Linked DNA regions of Sus scrofa: region 1 is linked to region 2. Evidence: chromatin contacts called from public HiChIP or PLAC-seq data. All regions are on one chromosome and are shown on one strand. Each heading gives the region's core, a stretch centred on a gene start, on an enhancer-like site or on the middle of the called end of the contact. The rest is flanking DNA. Distances are from core to core; before and after follow the strand shown.

What was found. HiChIP or PLAC-seq counts read pairs in DNA pulled down with a chosen protein or histone mark.
Region 1: a contact with region 2 is called in an H3K27ac HiChIP or PLAC-seq map of alveolar macrophages. The contact joins two enhancer-like sites. A contact is called at or near these places in 1 of 5 promoter capture datasets (fetal liver), 1 of 47 Hi-C or Micro-C datasets (epiblast stem cells) and 1 of 2 datasets of contacts at active chromatin or transcription factors (alveolar macrophages).

Annotation. Positions count from the first base shown.
Region 1 is chr1:16,310,447-16,314,237 of Sscrofa11.1, forward strand. All of the region lies in intron 7 of LATS1 (serine/threonine-protein kinase LATS1), which reads left to right. Among named protein-coding and RNA genes, the nearest start is that of KATNA1, 19 kb to the right of the region's middle. Within about 2 kb of position 2,340, at least 1 of the 83 cell types and tissues checked has an H3K27ac peak or open chromatin away from gene starts, as enhancers often do. A contact at or near this core is called in alveolar macrophages, where this site is marked.
Region 2 is chr1:16,238,933-16,242,798 of Sscrofa11.1, forward strand. All of the region lies in intron 1 of PCMT1 (protein-L-isoaspartate (D-aspartate) O-methyltransferase), which reads right to left. Among named protein-coding and RNA genes, the nearest start is that of PCMT1, 8.5 kb to the right of the region's middle. Within about 2 kb of position 2,174, at least 9 of the 83 cell types and tissues checked have an H3K27ac peak or open chromatin away from gene starts, as enhancers often do. A contact at or near this core is called in alveolar macrophages, where this site is marked.

The DNA.
Region 1 (3,791 bases), core at 1,090-3,589, 72 kb after region 2:
ACGGTGTCCATGAGGATGTGGGTTCTATCCCTGGCCTCACTCAGAGGGTTAAGGAGCTGGCGTTGCTACAAGCTACAGCACAGGTCATAGTTGCAGCTCAAATCTGGCATTACTGTGACTGTGGTGTAGGCCGGCAGCTGTGGCTCCAATTCTACCCATAGTCCGGGAACCTCTGTATGCCAAGGTGTGGCCCTAAAGAGAAAAAAATACAAAGGAGCACACAAATATGGCCATTTAATCTTTGACAAAGATGCAAATGGAAGAAGGGATAGATAGTATTTCAGCAAATGGAGATGGAAAAATTGGTCAACCATATAAAAAAATACTGAATGTCAACATAAACCTCACACCTTACACAAAGATTAATTCAGACTGGGGAGTTCCCTTCCCAGTGGGTTAAGGATCTGGCATTGTCACTTCTGTGGCTTGAGTCACTGCTATGGCACTGGTTTGATCCCTGGTCCAGGGAACTTCGCATGCCACAGGTATGGCCAAAAACAAAAACCAAAAAGAAACCAAAAGCCAAACAAAGATTAACTCAAAGTGGGTCATAGCTCTAAAGATAAAACATAGAGCTTTACTTTAGAAGAAAATGTAGGAGGAAATCTGTGGCTTGGGGTTAGGTGAAAGTTCTTAGAAATGACATCAAAATCATGACCCATTAAAGAAAAAGTTGAGAAATTGGACCACATCAAAATTAAAACCTTTCAGAGATCCCCTGGTAGTCAGCAGGTAGGATCCAGCATTGTGAGGACTGTGGCTTGGGTCACTGCTGTGGTGGGAGTTTGATCCCTAGCTTAGGAACCTTCCCATGCCACGAGTGCAGAGGGGTGAGGGGGGTTTAAAACTTTTCAGCCAACCAATGACACAGTCAAGACAATGAAAAGACAAGCCAGGATTTTGGAGAAAATATTTGTAGATCACATATTTAGAATATAACTCTCAAAACTCAAAGAAACAGACTAAGCCAAATAACCTGATAGATATTTTCTTCTATGTCTGGATCCAAAAAGAAAAGCATGTCTGTCTCTTTAAATATTTGAGAGGGTCAAAAGAAAGACAGGCCTCTGGGCTGGTTCCTCAGCCAGTCCCCAAGACCAACCAAAATGCACAACTTCAAATTTTTGGAAGGCAAGGTCCTTACTACCCACCTTGGCACCATACAGCCATTCCAAGAAAACGGGCTGCCCCTCCATGAGTACAGTGGAGCCGAGGAGTGGTGAATGGTAGTTGGTTTGTGCACACTGCTCTCTTACCAAATTTTAGCAGCCTTCCTCTTCATGAAGAACTCTCTTTGTTGCTCTAAGTGTCTGATCAGGTTCCAGAGTTCCAAAACAGTTGATTACGATAATAGTTTGTTTTTTTTCCCAGTTTAATGGGTTTTTTGTGGAAGCACTGACCAGTGAGGCTTCCGATTCGCCAGTTTTTGTGAGATCTCCCTCTACTGTTTTGTTTGTTTTTACAACCTCACCTGTGGCATATAGAAATTCTTGGGTTGAATCAGAGCTGCAGCTGAGGCCTGCACCATAGCTTATGGCAACACCAGATCCTTAACTGAGGCAGGGATCCAACCCACATCCTCACAGAGACAGTGTTGGGTCCTTAACCCCCTGAGCCACAAGAGGAACTCCCCTGCTGCTGTGTTTTTGACCGTTATCTCTGTGTATAGTTTTGTTAGACATTGTTTTAGTGATTTCAGAACACGTGCTAAGTTTTCCTTGTCTCCTTTGAATTGATACCTTACTACTAAAAGTTCAGTGTAGAACCTTACTACCATGTAGGTCCCTTTATTCTCTACCCTTTCTGTTTTAGTTATCTTATACATTACATCTATATACATTTAAAACCCCATTCGACCTCATCCAAGAGTTTTTTTTTTTGTTCTGTTTTGGGTTTTTTGTCTTTTCTAGGGCCACACCCGTGGAATATGGAGGTTCCCCGGCTAGGGGTCTAATTGGAGCTAAGGCGGCCAGCCCACACCACAGCCATAGCAACTCGGGATCAGAGCTGCATCTGTGACCTACACCACAGCTCACAGCAACGCCAGATCCAAGAGGTTATTTTATCAGCTTGTTTTAAAGAACTCGAGATGAGAAAAAGTCATTTATATTTACCCAGGTATTTAGCATTTTCCTTGCTTTTCTTGCATTCCTGATGTTTTAAGATTCCTTCTATATCATATCTCTTCTATCTTTGGCAAATATTTTAGAACAGGTTTGTTTGTTTTTAGGGCTGCACCCATGGCATATGGAAGTTCTCAGGCTAGGGGTTAAATCGGACCTATAGCAGCCGGCCTAATTCACAGCCAGAGTAACACAGGATCCAAGCCGCATCTGCAATCTACACTTCAGCCTTCAGCAACATCAGTTCCTTTTTTTTTTTTTTTTTTTCCCTTTTAGGGCCACACCCTTGGCATATGGAGGTTCCCAGGCTAGAGGTCAAATCAGAGCTACAGCTGCCGGCCTACACCGCAGTCACAGCAACTCAGGATCTGAGCTGAGTCTGTGACCTAAACCACAGCTCATGGCAACACCAGATCCTTAACCCACTGAGTGAGGCCAAGGATTGAACCTGTATCCTCATGTATCCTAGTCAGGTTTGTTAACCACTGAGCCACGACGGGAACTCCCTAGAACAGGTTTGGGATTCAGTTCTTGCAGCACTTTAAGAAGTTATCCTATTCCTCCTGGCCTATGAGAAATCTACAGTCATTCAGGTGTTCCCTTATGGTGCAGTGGGTTAAGAATCCTGCATTGTCACTGCAGTGACTCTGGTCACTGCTGTGGAGCAGGTTTGATCCCTGGCGCAGGAACTTCGACATGCCGTGGGCGCAGTCAAACAAAAATAGAGAAAAATCTACAGTCACTCAAATCATTGTTCCTGCAAGTAATGCATCGTTTTTCACTGGCCACTTACAAGATTTTCTTTAGCTTTCAGTGTTGTAATTATGATTTGTCTAGGCATGGATTTCTTAGGGCTTATCATGTTTGGTTTCTCTGAGGATCCTAAATTTACAGGTTTGTCTTTCATCAGATTTGGGGAATTTTCAGCCATTATTTCTTCATATATTTTTTCTGCACCACATACTTTTTCCTTTTGTAGCTGTAATAACACCAATCTTAGACCTTCTGGTATAGTCCCACAGGTTCCCAAGGTTCTCATATTTTCCAAACTTTTTCCTCTCTGTTGCTCAGATTGCATAGTTTCTATTGACTTTTCTTTAAATTCACTGTTTTCCTCTGACATTTCCATTCTGCTATTGAGCCCATCCACTGAGCTTTTATTTTGGTTGTAGTATTCTTTAGTTCTAAATTTCCACTTGGAACCTCTTCATATCTTCAGTTTCTTTTCTCAGACTTTCTTTCATTTCAAGAGTATTCATATATATATATATATATATATTTTTTTTCTTCTCTTTTCAGCTGCCCCTGCAGCATATGTAAGTTCCTGGGCCAGGGATCAAATCTGAGCCAGAACTACAGCCTACACTGGGCCAAGGATCAAACTGGCACCTCCACAGAGACAAGTCAGATCATTGACCCATTGCACCACAGCAGGAACTCCTAGAGCATTTTTTTAATGGCTACTTTAAAGTCTTTGTCAGATAATTCTAACATCAGTGTCTTGTCAACACTGACATTATTAGTTTTGTTTTCCTATGTGGATTGAAGTTTTTTTTTTGCTTTTTAGGGTCACACCCTGCAGCATATGGAAGTTCCCAGGCTAGGGGTCAAATCGGAGCTGCAGCTGCCGCCCTGTACCACATCCACAGCAATACAGGATCTGAGCCA
Region 2 (3,866 bases), core at 924-3,423:
TTGAGCGTGACACTTAAAATTAAACATACTGCCATAGACACAATCTAAAAATCAAGCAAATTAAAGATTACTTACTTCCCTTTAGCTAGATAATATATATCTACAAAACTGTTATGTGAGTTTCTTTGGTTGTTTTCATACATCGTTTGAAACTATTTTTTCCCATTCCATAGGCTGCCTTTTCTTTATGGTTTCCTTTTTTGTGCAAAAGCTCGTAAGTTTGATTAGGTCCCATTGGTTTATTTTTGTTTTTATTTCTATTGCTTTGGGAGACTGACTAGTATTACTAAGAAAACATCTGTATGGTTGATGTCAGAGAATGTTTTGCCTATATTCTCTCCTAGGAGTTTTATGATGTCTTGCCTTGTGTTTAAGTCTCTAAGCCATTCTGAGTTTATTTTTGTGCATGGTGTGAGGGTATGTTCCAGTTTTACTGATTTATATGCAGCTGTCCAGTTTTCCAAGCACCACTTGCTGAAGAGACTATCTTTTTCCCATTTTATAGTTTTGCCTCCTTTGTCAAAGATTGATCATAGGTGTCTGGGTTTATTCCTGGGTTCTCTATTCTGTTCCATTGGTCTGTATGTCTGTTTTTGTAACAGGACCACACCTCTTTCATTACTGCACACTTGTAATATTGCCTGAAGTCTGGGAGAGTTATGCTCCTGCCTGGTTTTTGTTCCTCAGGAAGGCACAGAGAATTCACTAAAAAACCCTAAATAGTTTTAAACGCATGTCACCAGTTATTAATTAAAAAGCTGATGGCGTTCCCTGGTGGCACAGCGGGTTAAGGATCAGGTGTTGTCACTGTTGTGGCTCAGTCGCAGCTGTAGCACAGGTTTGGTCCCTGGCTCAGGAACTTCCACAAGCTGCAGGCGTGCCCACCCCCACCTCCACCCCCCAAAAAAGCTGAACACATAAGGCTCAAGATAAAGCTTTAATAGACTATTATTGGGTAGCTTCCAAAATTTTCACCATAAAGTTATTATTTGCTTTTGCCCAGAATTCCAGATGCCTAAAGAAAGCCACATTTACTAAATTACTAAATCATTTCCTCACTTTTGATAATGTGTCATATACAACTGCCAATATCATGAAATATTTCTAGCAAACAGTAAAGTAATTTAACATTTCACTTTTTGTGTACAGTCTAATTATGAGTAAACATACAATTACCATTAGGCTGTCTGGATTAGTGAACAGCTTTAGAACCACCCATACTCAATTTTCCTGTACCCTAAGGACCAAGGACTCTAATTAAATAATTCTAATAATGGCTAATGTTGATCCAAATATGCAACTGATCCAAATAAGAAGTCATTCAAATTCAAAAAGGAGAATGCAATATAATCCAAGCAGAAAACTAAGTAATAAAAGAAGCTATCTCTTTCTCTCCTCAATTTGAGGAGTGCGGAAGGGTGAAGAGGGAGACAAATTCCAGGAGAAAAGGAGAAAAACAAAAGTACTATGCAAGAGTCACATTTAGGTAAACTGTGGCATGACTTTCAAAAAAAAAAAAAAAAAAAAAAAGGAAAAACAGGAATTCTCCTGTGGAACAGCAGGTTAAGGATCCTGCATTGTCACTGCAGCAGCTCTAGTCGTTGTTGTGGTGTGGGGGTCAATCCTTGGCTCAGGAACTTCCATATGCCATGGCCGAGGCCAAAAGAAAAAAAAAAGGAACATGTGATTATTCCTCTCTAATAGTAGAGGGGTCTGTGATATTAGAAACAAAGAGCAGGAAATAAACTCACAGCACACTGCACAGCTCGGCAAAGTGTTGACCCAGTCATTAATGTTGGTAATGATATTATTAATTCTCAACACTTAAAACCAACAAAGTGCATGAACACTGATCATTAAACATAAAAGTTGGAAAAAAAAATCAAAGTGGAGATGACTTATTCACTGATTTGAACAAAATGAAACGTTATCAACTTTGACAATGTAAAAGAGTCACTATTGATTTGAAAAATGAATATCCTTTCTTAAAAAGGTTAAGGGACATTGTCAGTTTATAAATCATAGAACAAGAAATTGAGGTTAAAGTACATATTGACTCAAAGTTACAAAGGTAACCACAAAAGAGGAAGCAAAAATTATGATATAACTATATGCAGGGAGGGAGGTAAGTTTATAGGGTGTAACTCATCCATCTTGGCAGAAGGTCAGCAGATGATGTTGCAAGTTGATAAAGAAACAGCAGTTTAAGCATATGATTAAGAGACATGAGATATCACCAGAAGACCCAAATACGTAGTTTAGAGCGGTTTGCTCTGGCAGGGGAAGTCATTGCTCTTTTCCATTATAAGCCCTTCTGCACTCTTTTATCTTTTAACCACCCACATATATTACTTGACTAAAAACTAATCTTAACTCTCCTAACCTTGTTTTCACAGATAGATACTATTTATATAGATGTATATACAATGTGTGTGTGCTCCACTGAGCAAGATGTAGGATGCAACAGGGCTGCCTTTTCTTTCACAGTGGTTGAACTGGGTGCATTATTTAGCCTCTATGTAGTTATGCGTAGACTTACAATTAAGTTCTTGTCGATGAGAACATAGGCAGAAATTATATATGCAGCTTCCAATTTATGCCCTTAAAAGGAAGGTGAGGAGTTCTCTTGTGCCACAGTGGGTTAAGGATCCAGCAAGTGTCACTCAGCTGTTTGGGTCACCGCTGTGGCAGGGGTTTGATCCCCGGCCCAGGAGCTTCTTCCCCTTTCCCCATTTTTCTCCCCACCAGCTGGAATATGGAAATGATGGAGGTAAACTATCTTCAACTTTGCAGTTGAGGGAAAGACTTTAGGGAGCACAACAGGACTGGAGTGCCAGTTCTCAAAACCATCGAACCACAATATTAGCTTGGAACTGCTTATCCCTGGATTGTTATAGGAGACGGAAACTTTGATTTTAAGCCATTGTTATTTTGGCTCTTTTAAGAGCAGACAAATAAATACCCTAAAACACAAGGTATACGAAGAATAAAATGAGATCAGTTTGAAGAACAGGACTGGAGTTGGAGCAGGGGAACAGACCTGAAAGCTACGCAAGAGGTGTTTATACCCTACATAGTAAACAATCGAAGTCTGGGCAGAAAAGTGACATACCAGAAAGCAGCACAGGAGGACAATCAGTATAACATGTAGAATGAATCTGAGGGGAGAGAAATTGAAAGTGGGGTGACGACCAGATGCTTGGAGGCACATTGCTCCAGGTAAGATCTAAGACCCTAGGCTAGGATAGATATCAATGAAACTACAGTGAAAGGGATGACCACAAAAGGCATTTGTAATAACTATTGAGTTAGGAGTTCCTGTCGTGGTGCAGTGGTTAATGAATCTGACTAGGAACCATGAGGCTGCAGGTTCGATCCCTGACCTTGCTCAGTGGCTTAAGGATCTGGCATTGCCAGGAGCTGTGGTGTAGGTTGCAGACGCGGCTCAGAACCTGCATTGCTGTGACTCTGGCATTGGCCACGGCTATAGCTCGGATTAGATCCCTAGTCTGGGAACCTCCATATGCTGCGGGAGCGGCCCTACAAATGGCAAAAAGACCGAAAAAAAAAAAAAAAAAAAAAAAAAACCCAATACTGAGTTAATCTGGTAACAGTATTAAAGAATCAATAGGAGTTCCTGTCATGGTGCAGTGGTTAACAAATCCGACTAGGAACCATGAGGTTGTGGATTCAATCCTTGGCCTTGCTCAGTGGGTTAACGATCTGGCATTGCTATGAGCTGTGGTGTAGGTTACAGACTCGGCTCGGATCCTGCGTTGCTGTGGCTCTGGTGTAGGCTGGCAGCTACAGCTCCAATTAGACCCCTAGCCTGGGAACCTCCACATGCCATGGGAGTGGCCCAAGAA